2 separate regions of the Gossypium hirsutum genome follow, and region 2 is linked to region 1. A link is a contact called in public Hi-C data. All regions are on one chromosome and are shown on one strand. The core of a region is the stretch at or near the end of the contact, and the rest is flanking DNA. Distances in the headings are between cores, read along the strand shown.

Region 1 (5,968 bases), core at 911-3,410:
TGGCACATATGTATGACATTTCTTTGGCACCGTGTCCAATGCTTGTATGCAAAATATAAGCATTAAGGCACAACAGGCAAATGCAGACTGAGGAACTACTATGGTGCAATTGATAATCCAAAGATGTCGATTTGAACTCACGTTAATGAAAGTTGACGCCTCCTGTATCATGCCAAAATCCCTTGTCAACATAAGAAGTTGACGTACGAGCAGGATGATAAGCAACTGCAACAAATCAACAAAACATTCCAAACATGAGACGAGCTATTATTCTTTAGTAAAGAACGTTGAGAAAATAATTAAGCATTATTTGCTTACAATGAGGGCAACCAAACGAAGACAGGCAAGGCTACTGCTATTTGCAGCAACATAATCTTCATACTCTGATTGGAGTAGCTGGCTTTGAGAAGCAGTTAGCACTAGAAGATGCGAGTCACGGAGATCAATATGCGGGCTCCATGTTTGCCTGATCGTGAATATAATTCAAAGCAAACATAACAAAATAATCAAAATGAAATTTCAGGGACAATACAATACACGAGATCAGAAACAAGGATGTCATACTACAGCCTTCCTACTGCTATCAATGAATTGACAAGCATTTTCCGTGAGAATCTGTCCGAGAACATACAAGTTGAAACCAACCAAAAAACGTAGACATTGTATTTAAGAAGGAATGGGATGAACAAATATCTCCTATGGTCCAACAGGAAAGACACAGAAGTAGAAGCTGTTAACCAAAAAGAGGATTACCTAATGTCAATTGCCAGAACATCTGGATTGCTTCTGGTCGGAGGAAGAGAATAATTTGGTGAAAAAACCTGATAAAAACAGAGCAATATTGTACACATTATCTATCAAACACGTACTTTTTTTTATATATGCAAATTAAAAGAAAAGGGCTAAAAACACCCCCAACCTGTTTGCATATTTCGCAAGTTATGTCACCTTTCTTGTTGCACCATCTTTGAATGCACTTCCTGTGAGCAAACTGAAACAAAAATATATACACGATAAGTTAAAAAGACACTTCAAACATTTCAATCTGCAAACGCATCTTAAACCAGATAACCATATAAACAACCTATCAAGGTTTTTCATATATGTCGGATACAGGACACTGATACTTTAGGAAAAATAAAATCATGCTAATATATATAACTAGGTATTGGCTATATGAGTACCTAGTAGAAGTCATGGAAATGCAAAGAAGAAACGGAAACAGGTAAGAATATATTCTCTTTTCCTTTAAAATCTTTTACAAAAATAGAAAAAGATCAACATTTGAAATTTTCATATTGAAGCTTAGGAAATAACGTATGAAGAAAGAGAATAAGTCAAAAGGAAACTCAAACAAGGCATATGCTAATGCCAAGAAATGCTCGCATTCCAAAACCAATAAAACTACCTAGAAAACATCATAGCACCATTGCTACAAAACTGAAGCCCAACAAAGCCTACCCCTAAAAAAGCCCGGTTTTAGAATTAGCAATAAGTTGTGTATTTTATTACTATTATTAAATTGTATAATGGAATAAGCCAATAACAAAGAACCATCACTAGAGCCACAAAGTCAAGGGACAAGCCCCCAAAAGGAAAAGAAAAAAAAAAGAACCAAAGGATAAATAATTTTTTTTATATTTTTTACAACTACTCCTCTCCTAACCACAAAAAAAAAAAGTTGATTGGTAAGACCAATGAAACATACGATCAGAGTAATCTAAAGCATACAATCAAAAAACCCAGAAATATAAACTTAAAAGGGAAAAAGTTTAACCAAAAGAAAAACGATTTACCATCTTCGTTTAAAAAAGAAAAAGACCTCAAAACTTTAAAAACAGAAGGCGAGAAAAACCAAGAAAAGTAAAGACCTTGAGAGTGCCACTGCAAGCACAAGGAGCTTCCAAAGAAAGCAAATCATCTTCCTCTTGACATATCCTACACTCCACCACCTCTTTCACCTTCTTTGAACTATACCCAGTTTTTCCTTCTCCTTCTTTTCCACTATCATCATCACCACTTGCTTTCGTCATAGGAACAACAACATTAGTATTCCCAGCAGCTGTAGTTGAGATTGGTTGTCCTTCATTCACTGAAGAAGACTCAAAACAAGCTGCAGATGCTATATTTGTCGACACATACCATGAAATCATCCACCATTGTTTTCTTTTCCTTTTCCTATGTACTTTGTTTGAGTAATCTTTTACAAAAGGGACAACTTATGTTTTGTTTGACGAAAATGACCTTTGGTTGGGTTTTTATTATCGAGTCTGTCCCAACTAAAATATCTTGCCGTACCTAAACGGTTGAACTAGCTTTGGTATTGTAGGTGGTGGTCAGCTTGGACCAAACCATTTAACTACGACCAAGTGCAATTTATTGCTATTAGCATGCCGGTTCGGTCCGGGCGTAAACTCAAAGTCAAGTTCCAGTTTGCTCGTTTCCGTGAATAAAATTCAAATATTTAAATGGGTAAATTACATTGTATATCACTCAATTTTAAAAATTATAAAATAATCCTCCGAGTTTTTTTTATTACCAACCATTTACTAGGGAATGGAAAGGCATGTGGCAAATATAAAAATTGAGGTGATAACAAATTCAACTCTTAGCATTCATATATTTATGTCATTTTGATTTTGATTCTAAAAATTAATCATTAATATTTACACATTACATAATTTAATCTAATTATAAATCAATCTCAAGATTTCAAAACTTATATTTTTATATGTTTTTTAAATCACTAGTTTTTCAATAATAAAATTTATGTTTTGAAATTTCGAGACTTAAAGTTATATCTTATTTTTTTATAATTAGACTATATTATGGAAAGTGTAAACAATAAGACTAATTTTTTTATAATTTTTATAATTAGACTATATTATGGAAAGTGTAAACAATAAGACTATTTTTTTATAATTTGTTACTATACCAATTTTTATAACTGCCAAGTCATCTTTTAGTTATCTAATTAAGGGTTGATGATCAAAAAAGACAAACTCGATTTATTAATTAACTATTTTGTAACTTTTTTACAATCAAGCGACTAAAAAGGAAACTTATACATAGTTGAGTGAGTTTACCCTATTTAATTTAAATTTCATTTTTTTAATTAATAAAATATTATTAGTTCAATTTAATCATTATTTAGGACGGATAATGATTTTTAAAAAACACTTTTAAATTCGGAATCCAACTCCAACTTCTTAAACAATATTAATTCATGATTGACATTCAACGTTTAAGATTATCACTATAAAATTAAACAAAGTTGGCCAATGAACAAATACATCAAAGTTTATTCATTCATGTTTGATTAAATTTGAAACTACATTAATGGACCCTATCCAGTTAACAGCACAAGTTATTTTTAAATTCTATCTTACATGTAATATTGGTTTAATTTACTACTTAAAACATAATTTAGTTGTTCTAAATTACTAATTTTTTACATAGAAATTATTCAACTATCCAATTTTTTTATTAATTTTATACATATAAACCTATTAGTTTTTAGTTCAACGATTTAATGATAAAGTTTAAATTGTAATTTAATTAGATTAATCTCTTAATTTTTATAAAATGCAATTTAATAAGGACTAACTTGCATTTTTTTTAAAGCAAGAAAAATATAAAAACAAAAGCAACTATTTTCACTATGGATGGATGAAATAATTTTGAGTAGGGAATATGTGTTATCATGTTAATTTGGATTGAAGTTTTTCAACAAAAATAAGAGAAAATAAATAATTTTGAGTAGGAAAATCAGACGTGGCAAGTTGGGTGGAGATTTGTTAAGATAAGGGAAGCTTGATTAAAATTTACAACAAATCAATGGATTCTTTTTCTTATTTTTATTTGGTTTTGTCAACTCTCTCTAGAGAGAGATAATGGATAACTATAAATATTTAATATTAAAATAAATAAATAATGGCATTGCCATGATTTTTGGGATGCAAATGTTGTTGTATAGTTGATGGGAGGATTTATTAATGGTGGTGAGTTGGAAAATTGTTGGAGAAGGATGCTGCAAGTGGGGCTTGAATCAAAATTATTATGTTTTTTTTTTAATGTAAAATTATTGGAATTGAGAACAAATTGGATAAGGAAGGAAAAAAAAGTATCTCTTCGCATATGATTGTTATTAGAATAAAAATAATTTAAAATCCGAATATAAGTATTTATCTATATATTTTATATTTTATAATTTATATAAACGCATAACTTTTTGAACTAATCAATATATTATTTCTTTTCTAATGGAAAACGATATCATTAAAAAATGAAATAAAACAACAAAATAACGAGGAAAACTAAACCCGAATTGTTAGGCTTCCTCGATCCATCGATATCTAACTCCAAATTCTATGTTGACATAAAATAAATTATTGGAAGAGAAACACTCAATCAAATAATAAGGGGAATGTTCCAAATAACTCGGATTGCAATTAATAAGACAACTTTTGCGAGACGATGAGCCCCCTTATTTGTATCCTGACATATCCAATGAAAGGATAGAGCTTAAGAGCACAAAGCATCAACAACCACTTTGCAATTCGGTTCAATAATATTATCAAGACATAAGCTCTTAAGCCACGAAAGAGCTTCTCTAATAGCCATAACCTCCGCTTGAACAAGTTCAAACATTGCAAAAATAAAACACATGACTTTTGACAAAATTGCCATCAGAATCTTGAATAATAGCAGCCAAACCTGTCTGATTATGGTATTTAGAGTTAGAGGCATCGACATTTCATTTTAGCCAGCTAAAAGGTGGTATTTTCCAATGAGAAGTGTTGAGGCAGTTTTTGAGCATTGCTTAACCAATGTCAACTAGTAGTAGTACTATCTGCTCAAAAGACTTGCTATGTTTGACTTGACAAATCTTGAAAACAAAAACACTTGGATTGTGATTATAGTTGTTACTGTAAACAATTATCAGCCCATCATTGATATTCAAATTACACATAGCAACTTATCTTGAAGATTGGTTTGGATTTGGATCGAAGCAATTATTGGAGTGTAATAGTCCATTTTTCAGTGGTGTCGAAAATAGTGTTTTTGAAACCACACTTCTGACATGTCAGTTCGTAAATATTAAATAATGAATATTTACAAGGTCATTGTGTCGTATTTAAATTTGGTTTAAAAATTTTGACATTTGTTTGGACAATTAAAGAAAAAGGACTAAATCATAAAAAATGCAAAAGTCAATTTCTATTAATGTTTAGGTGGCCAATTGTAGTATTTAATAGATTAGAGAGTTTATTATGGCAAAATTGTCATAATTGAAGATACTGAGCGGTGATATAATTGATATTTTAGTTTATAATTCTAAATGTTATATTAAATTAAAATTAGGTAATAAAATAATAATAACAAAATGAATGAAGTTCGTCTTCTTCATTTTTCTTTTTAAGTTGGTCGAACCACCATTTTAGGATTTGGGAGTTTTGGCTTTGAGTTCATGCTTGCATGTAAGTGTTTTCTTGGTTCGTTTTTCATGAATTTTACGTTTTTGAGATTGTTGTAATGATATCTATTTAGTTTAGGGATTAATTTGTGAAGTTGTCAAAGTTTAGAAAAATTCACCATTGTTGTTCTTGAAGCTTTCTTAATATGTATGCTTGAGCTTGAAGCTTAATGGTGAATTTGAACTATTTTTTAAAGTAAATTTGAATTGTTTTGTAACACCCCAAATCCAGCCTAGACATTATAGCCGAATCTGATGATGCTACAAGGAATGGGTTTTGAAAATAGAGTTGACTTCATGGACCATTCAATTTTTATACCAAGAGTTTGTTCATGATTATACCGAAAACGTTATTCAATTAATTTTTTTTGCTAAAACTTATTTTATAGCAGAAGTCTAACCAAAACCGATACATTTTAGAAATCCGATTTGTATTTTAAGAAAAACCTCTTTTTATGTAAAAATCATCAATTTCAAAATAATTTAATCAAG
Region 2 (6,227 bases), core at 946-3,445, 200 kb before region 1:
GCACTCCTCAAAAGCAGCCCTTGCCCATAATAAAGCCCTCATCTTGGAATGAAAGATCAATGTATCCATCGTCAGAACTTTTTTTTCAAACACCATCTCATTCCTCACAAGCCAAATCGACCAACAAGAAGCTACAATTCCAATCAACCATAGACTCTTACAAGAGCCAAGGATCTTCACTTTGAAAACTAACGAATAAAATTCTTCAAAATTTCTCACCACGTTCCATCCAGCATCCCACCAGTTAAAAATCCTCTTCCAAAATCCCGCAATAAAGTTACAACCAAAAAATACATGATCCGCCTTCTCCAACACTCTGTTACACCAAGGACACACATTCAAAATTTCAAGAATTTTCACCCTTCTCTTAATTAAGAAATCCTTCGTGGGGACTCTGTTAATCGCTAATAATCAAAGGAAATTACGCACCCTAGGAGGAACTCTCAATCTCAATATTTTATCAAAAGCAAAACAGGAATCCTCCCCCTCCCCCTCCCCTTCATTCAGTAATTTAGTTAACTGTTTCACTGAGAATTCACCTTTATTATCGTACGCCCATAATATCCGATCCTCCACCTCCGGAACCAAGACCATGCAACTCACCCTTTCAATAAGACCACACAGCAACTCCACTTCCCGAGCCAGCAAAGGTCTTACAAACAAAACTTCCTAATTAACATTGCTAAAACCACAATTAAACGAATAATCAAAAACCAAACCATTTTTGAATTTAGCTAAACGAAAAAGTTGAGGGAATTCCAATTTTAATGGACCATTACCACACCATATATCTCCCCAAATCCCCCAACCATCTACTCACTCTAGCATCCAACGAATTTTCACAATCCCTCTCCAAACCATCGACATATCTTTCAAATTGTTCGCTCTAAATCTCCGCTGTTTCGCATTAGAACCATACTTAGCTAAGATTACTTTGCTCCACAACGCTTTTTTATCAACCGCTAAACACCATCCCTATTTTGCTAAGAGGGTTTTGTTCTTAATCCCAAGGTTAACCACACTGGCTCCACCTTTTTCTTTTGGATTGCATATCTGTTTCCAGTAACTTTTGCCATTTTTCTTTTACCATCAAAACCACCCCACAGAATGTTTCTCCTAATTTTATCAATTCTTTTAATTACTGTCACCGGTTCCTGAAATAAAAACATGAAGTAGATAGGTAAGGACTATAACACTGCATTAATCAACACGATCCTACTAGCCGACGACATGGTTCTGCATTTCCAACATGATAATTTCTTTCTAAATCTCTCAACCACAACCTCCCAAGTAGCCACCCTCCTCGGATCCGCTCCCAAAGGTAGACCCAAATAACAATTAGGCAACACCCCTATCTTACTGCACCAAATAACAAATAGGCAACACCCCTATCTTACATTTGCAGATAGCTGCCATACGATAGAGAAATTCATCATTCACCCCAATCCCCACAAATCATGATTTTTTGAAATTTATACTCAATCCCAAAAAAATCTCAAAACAACGGAGTATAAATTTCATATTTTCCACCACCTTTTCCTCTGCCTTTAAGAACAAAATAGTATCATCCGCAAACTGTAAATGCATTATCATTTGATCCGGAAGAACACCATGAATACCTTCAATTAATCCCAACGCCCCAGCTTTTTCCAATAATAAATGAAGCACTTCCGTGACCAGAATGAACAAGAAAGGAGATAAGAGATCTCCTTGGCGCAGCCTGTAATAGCCTGATTTTGGGCTTAGTCGGGACAGTGGTTTCAAAACCACTATTTTGAGGTTGGATAAATTATTTTAATATTATTTTATGTGTTATTACATGATTATATGAGTGCATGAAAAATTTGGTGCATTAATTTTAGCGATTTCATGCTTAATTGCGAAAAAATGACTAAATATATTAAATAGCTAGAGAACCAAAATTTGGGGTGTTTAAAGTGCAAATAGACCCTAAGTAGGGTGCTTGGCCAGCCATAGAGAGAAAGAGTTTGAAAAGTCAAAGTTGTGGGTATTAGGTAGCTTATTTGGCATTAAAATAAAACAAAAAGAAAAAGATGTCATCTTTTCATCTTTCTTCCTTCCCCCACCAAAAATACCAGAAAAATAGAGGTTTTGAAAGCTCAAAATTTCAGCAACTCCCATCCCTTGCAAGCAAGTGATTTTGATGATCATTTTTGTTGATTTTTGTCTTTTTGGGACTCTTGTAGCATGAACTAGCTAAGGGGGAGACTATTTTGTGAAATGGTTGATAGTCTAGTGATTTGCCATGAAAGGAATTATGTTTTTTGCTGAATTTTTATGGAAGAAAATGAGTCTTGGTTGTGTAATAAACAATTTTTCTGAAAGGATTTTCATGGAAAACTCCTAAAAGGGTCATTTTGTGAAAGTTATGAAATAAGTTGTAATTGTGTGAAATAGTAGAAATTTGGGGTTTTCATAAGAGTAATAAATGGTTGGTTAGGCTTGAATAATAAGGAAATTCGATAAAAATCGATTCCCGGGCTTAAGGGTAAAATGGTCATTTTGTGAAAGTATAGGGGCAAAATGGTCACTTTGCCAACAATGTGAAATTTGATTGCCCAAATTTATTTAGTGATTAAATGAGTGAATTTCATCATGTTAGATCAAGAAAATTGGGATTTGAGCTTAAGTTGAGAAAGTGCGTGGTTAAAGACAAAAAGAGAATAATTAGCCGAAATTGCATTTGAGGTAAGTCCCTGTGATTAAATGAGCATGATATTTATGCCATTGTTATTATACTTGAAATTTACCTTGCTATGATTGTATTAAAGTTTATATTGATGATATTGTATATGAGAAAGTGATGTCAAATGTAAATAACATTCATGGTTTGATTGAATGCTTGGAGATGTGATGGAATATGATATTCCCTTGAAACGGGTAAGTTGTATGTAAATAGTACAACTACATTGTTAACATATGTGTTTGAAGAGATATAGCATAAATTGCTTGTTTGTGGAATTGATTATGTATGATGGATATCGAGATAGTAGAACTCCTATTTGAACCTTAGGAAATAAATCGGATATCCATGCCATGACATTCGGGTTAGTTGTGTGCCAGTGTAAGACCATGTCTAGGACATGGCATCGGCATTGAGAGGAGAGCCAGTGTAAGACATGTCTGGGACATGCATCGGCCTCGAGATGTAAGCTAATGTAAGACATGTCTGGGACATGCATCGGCTACGAGATGTGTCAGTGTAAGACCATGTCTAGGACCTGGCATCGGCACAGATATGTGAGAGCTAGTGTATGACCATGTCAGGGGCATGGCGTCAGCCTCGATTTTGATAGTCAGTGTAAGACTATGTTTGGGACATGGCATCGGTATTATACCCTATGTTTGAGGCTTAGTGAATATCCGATAGTTTTATGAATAGTTCAACGGTAAGAGTTATGGTTTAAGCTACATGAGAAAGGTTATGATCATATTGTGAGTGGTATAGGTACTTACATGAAATTGATGAGATGTGAATTCAATTCATGTTATATGATTAGTAAGGAATGAATATGAGCATGTTGAGTAACACAGGTATGTATGCCAAGCTCATGAGCAATGATTTCAGTTTATGATGCACATTTGGTGAAGATGCAAATAAGTAATTCATGCTTATGAAAATGATTTTGTGATGACCTTGTGATTATAGGTCTATGATTATGATGTATGAATATGTAACCTTACCAATGTGGTGAAAATGAATTAATATGGTGTGATAAACATAGTATCGTTAATTTACACTAAAACAGTTTTGGACAGCAGCCATAGTCCAAATTTAAAAATCCACCAAAAATTTCAGAAATTGATTTAGAGGCTGAATAAAATATGAAATTAAATATTATTGATTCTAGTTTCATATAAAAGAAACGGTGTAAGCAAAAGAAGTCCATATTATGAAATATTTGAATTGTTGTGGGACAGAGTTAGAATGACTTTGAAATCCCCTACTTTGATTTGAGAAAATCATTGAAAATTGTAAAAAAATATTTATGATTTATAATTTATATGCTTAGAATCCTAAATGAGCCTATTTTCAATAGTAATAGACGGGAACATCATATAATTCCGTATTATGAGATAATTAATTTTTAGTAAAGAGGGGTCAGGACTATTAGATAGCAAAAAAGGGGTAAATTTAAGGAATAAACTGTACTATTTGGCTAAACCAAAAATTCTGAAAATTTTAAATTAAAAATATATGTGAGTCTAGTTTCAGGAGAAATTAGCGGAACTTAATTTGGAGTTCCGTAGCTCCAGATATAAATAATTTAGTAACTATAACTCGAGAAAAAAACTTGACTGGAAAATAAGTAAAAATGCAAATAGGGTCATCTTACCATGATAAGCAAGTTGATAAATTGCTTATTATTTTCATACGGTCTTACTAAGCTATAAAGCTTAGTCCCTTTCTTCCCTTTTCCTTAGTGTTTTTATGTTAGTTCGGGGTTGGAGATCATCGGAGGCAGCATCACACTATCAAGTCGCTACCTTTGGAATAATGAAGTATATATTAGAAATTTTCAAGTGAGTGGCATGTATAGGGATTTAGTTGATTTATATGTATTATTTTGCTTTGGCCAAATGTGTTGCCTTATAGTGAGTTATATGTATATGGCCATGAGATGTGGCTCATATTGATTATGGCTTGTAAGCCTAGCTATTCATGTTATGTCTAATGTTTATAATATGATTATGTTTGTTTGCCATGCATGGTTAGTAATATGACATGTGTGCTGGATGTATGCTCTATGACCAATTGAGGTGGTCATAGCCATGTAGTAATTGCACGTTATAAACACAACGTGATAATGATTGAACATGAGTGCTTGATGGATAAGTTGGTAACCATAGTATAATTGTAATAGTGGTTATCAAAATGACAAGTCTTATGAATGTGAAATAAGGAATCTAGACTTGGTATTGCATGAGTAGATGCATTACTTGTAAAATGATATGTTAACGTTAAGGATATGTCTTAAATAAATAAAGTGTTTAATCATTAAAATGATGCCATGATTTGCAAATTTTGATGTGCATAACGGTATAAGAGATTATAGGTAACATGAAGGCTTCGAAAATAGCCTAAGTGTTGGCCACACGAGTTGAGACACGGCTATGTGTCTCGCCCGTGTGAGGGACACGGCCTGGAGACACGGGCGTGTGGTCCGGCCGTGTGGATCGATGTTCATGTTGACATCTTAAATAGAGAGTTACACGGCCTGAGGAAACAGGCGTGTCCCTATTTCCACACGGGCGTGTCCCTATGTCCACACGGGCGTGTGACCCTGTTTCATGGGAAAAATTTTTAAGTTTTCCTGAAACTTCTCAAAGTTCTTGGTTTAGTCCCGAATCAATTCCGATGAATGTTTGGGCAAATTAGACCCAAATAAGGGACGACATGCATGTGTTTGAAAGGTTTTAAATTAAAAGAGATTTTATGGCCCGATTTTTGCATGAATGTGTATGTTTAAGTCCGGTAATGCCTCATACTCTGTTCCGGTGTCGGACATAGGTAAATGGTGTTACACAGCTCTCTACCGAAATAAATTTCATTTGGGGCCGAACCATTGACAAGTTAAATTAATTGTTGTTTTGATGTAGCTGTGGGAGTTAAACATGCGACAAGTTTGACGGCGCAACAAGTTGCAGATAAAATTTTTGATATCTTAAAAGCCTATCCTCAGATTCTTTGCAATAAAAACCCAAGTTCCAAACAAAAACAATTGCGAGAGATTCGTTTATGCTATGATAGGCCAAGTCCCGGACAACTCCCTCACACGCTCCTAAATTGTACTAATATATTGCCAGTAAGACAGGGTAAACTAGAATGGCACTGTGAAAGCCTGAGTGATACAATATTCACTCAATATTTTTCCCCTAGTGTCTTACAAAATTTTGAATAATTACTACTTGTTGTAAAGCTCAACTTTAAGTCTTCTTGTCCCACCAATTTGATGTTTGAAATAAATAAGTAATTGTATTATCTTGTTGCAAACCCTCCAAATTTTAGTCTTTAAAGGATCTCCCTGCAGTTAGTTTAAAATAGATAACTAATTGTATTATCTATTTTTAATATACAAGTGTTTACATTTTGCATACTCGTATTATAATTATTAGATTCCGTAACCAAATATAGAAACATAAACACTAATTAGAATATTTTGTTGGTATAGTATGATGAAACAATGAGACTATAAACACATCCT

What was found. Hi-C and Micro-C count contacts between places; a contact is called where the count stands out from the background.
Region 2: a Hi-C map of fibers shows a contact between it and region 1, with 4 times the contacts expected there. The contact joins the enhancer-like site here to the promoter of LOC107896792 in region 1. A contact is called at or near these places in 4 of 34 Hi-C or Micro-C datasets (fibers, hypocotyl and leaf).

The regions. Positions count from the first base shown.
Region 1 is chrA10:81,234,563-81,240,530 of Gossypium_hirsutum_v2.1, reverse strand. It overlaps LOC107896792 (E3 ubiquitin-protein ligase MARCHF8), which reads right to left and starts at 2,160. Exons shown (of 8, transcript XM_016822069.2): 1 at 2,128-2,160; 2 at 1,872-2,126; 3 at 920-991; 4 at 754-821; 5 at 319-466; 6 at 142-225. The coding sequence starts at 2,160.
Region 2 is chrA10:81,436,784-81,443,010 of Gossypium_hirsutum_v2.1, reverse strand. No RefSeq gene overlaps it. Among protein-coding and RNA genes, the nearest start is that of LOC107896791, 31 kb to the right of the region's middle. Within about 2 kb of position 2,195, at least 4 of the 9 cell types and tissues checked have an H3K27ac peak or open chromatin away from gene starts, as enhancers often do. A contact at or near this core is called in fibers, where this site is marked.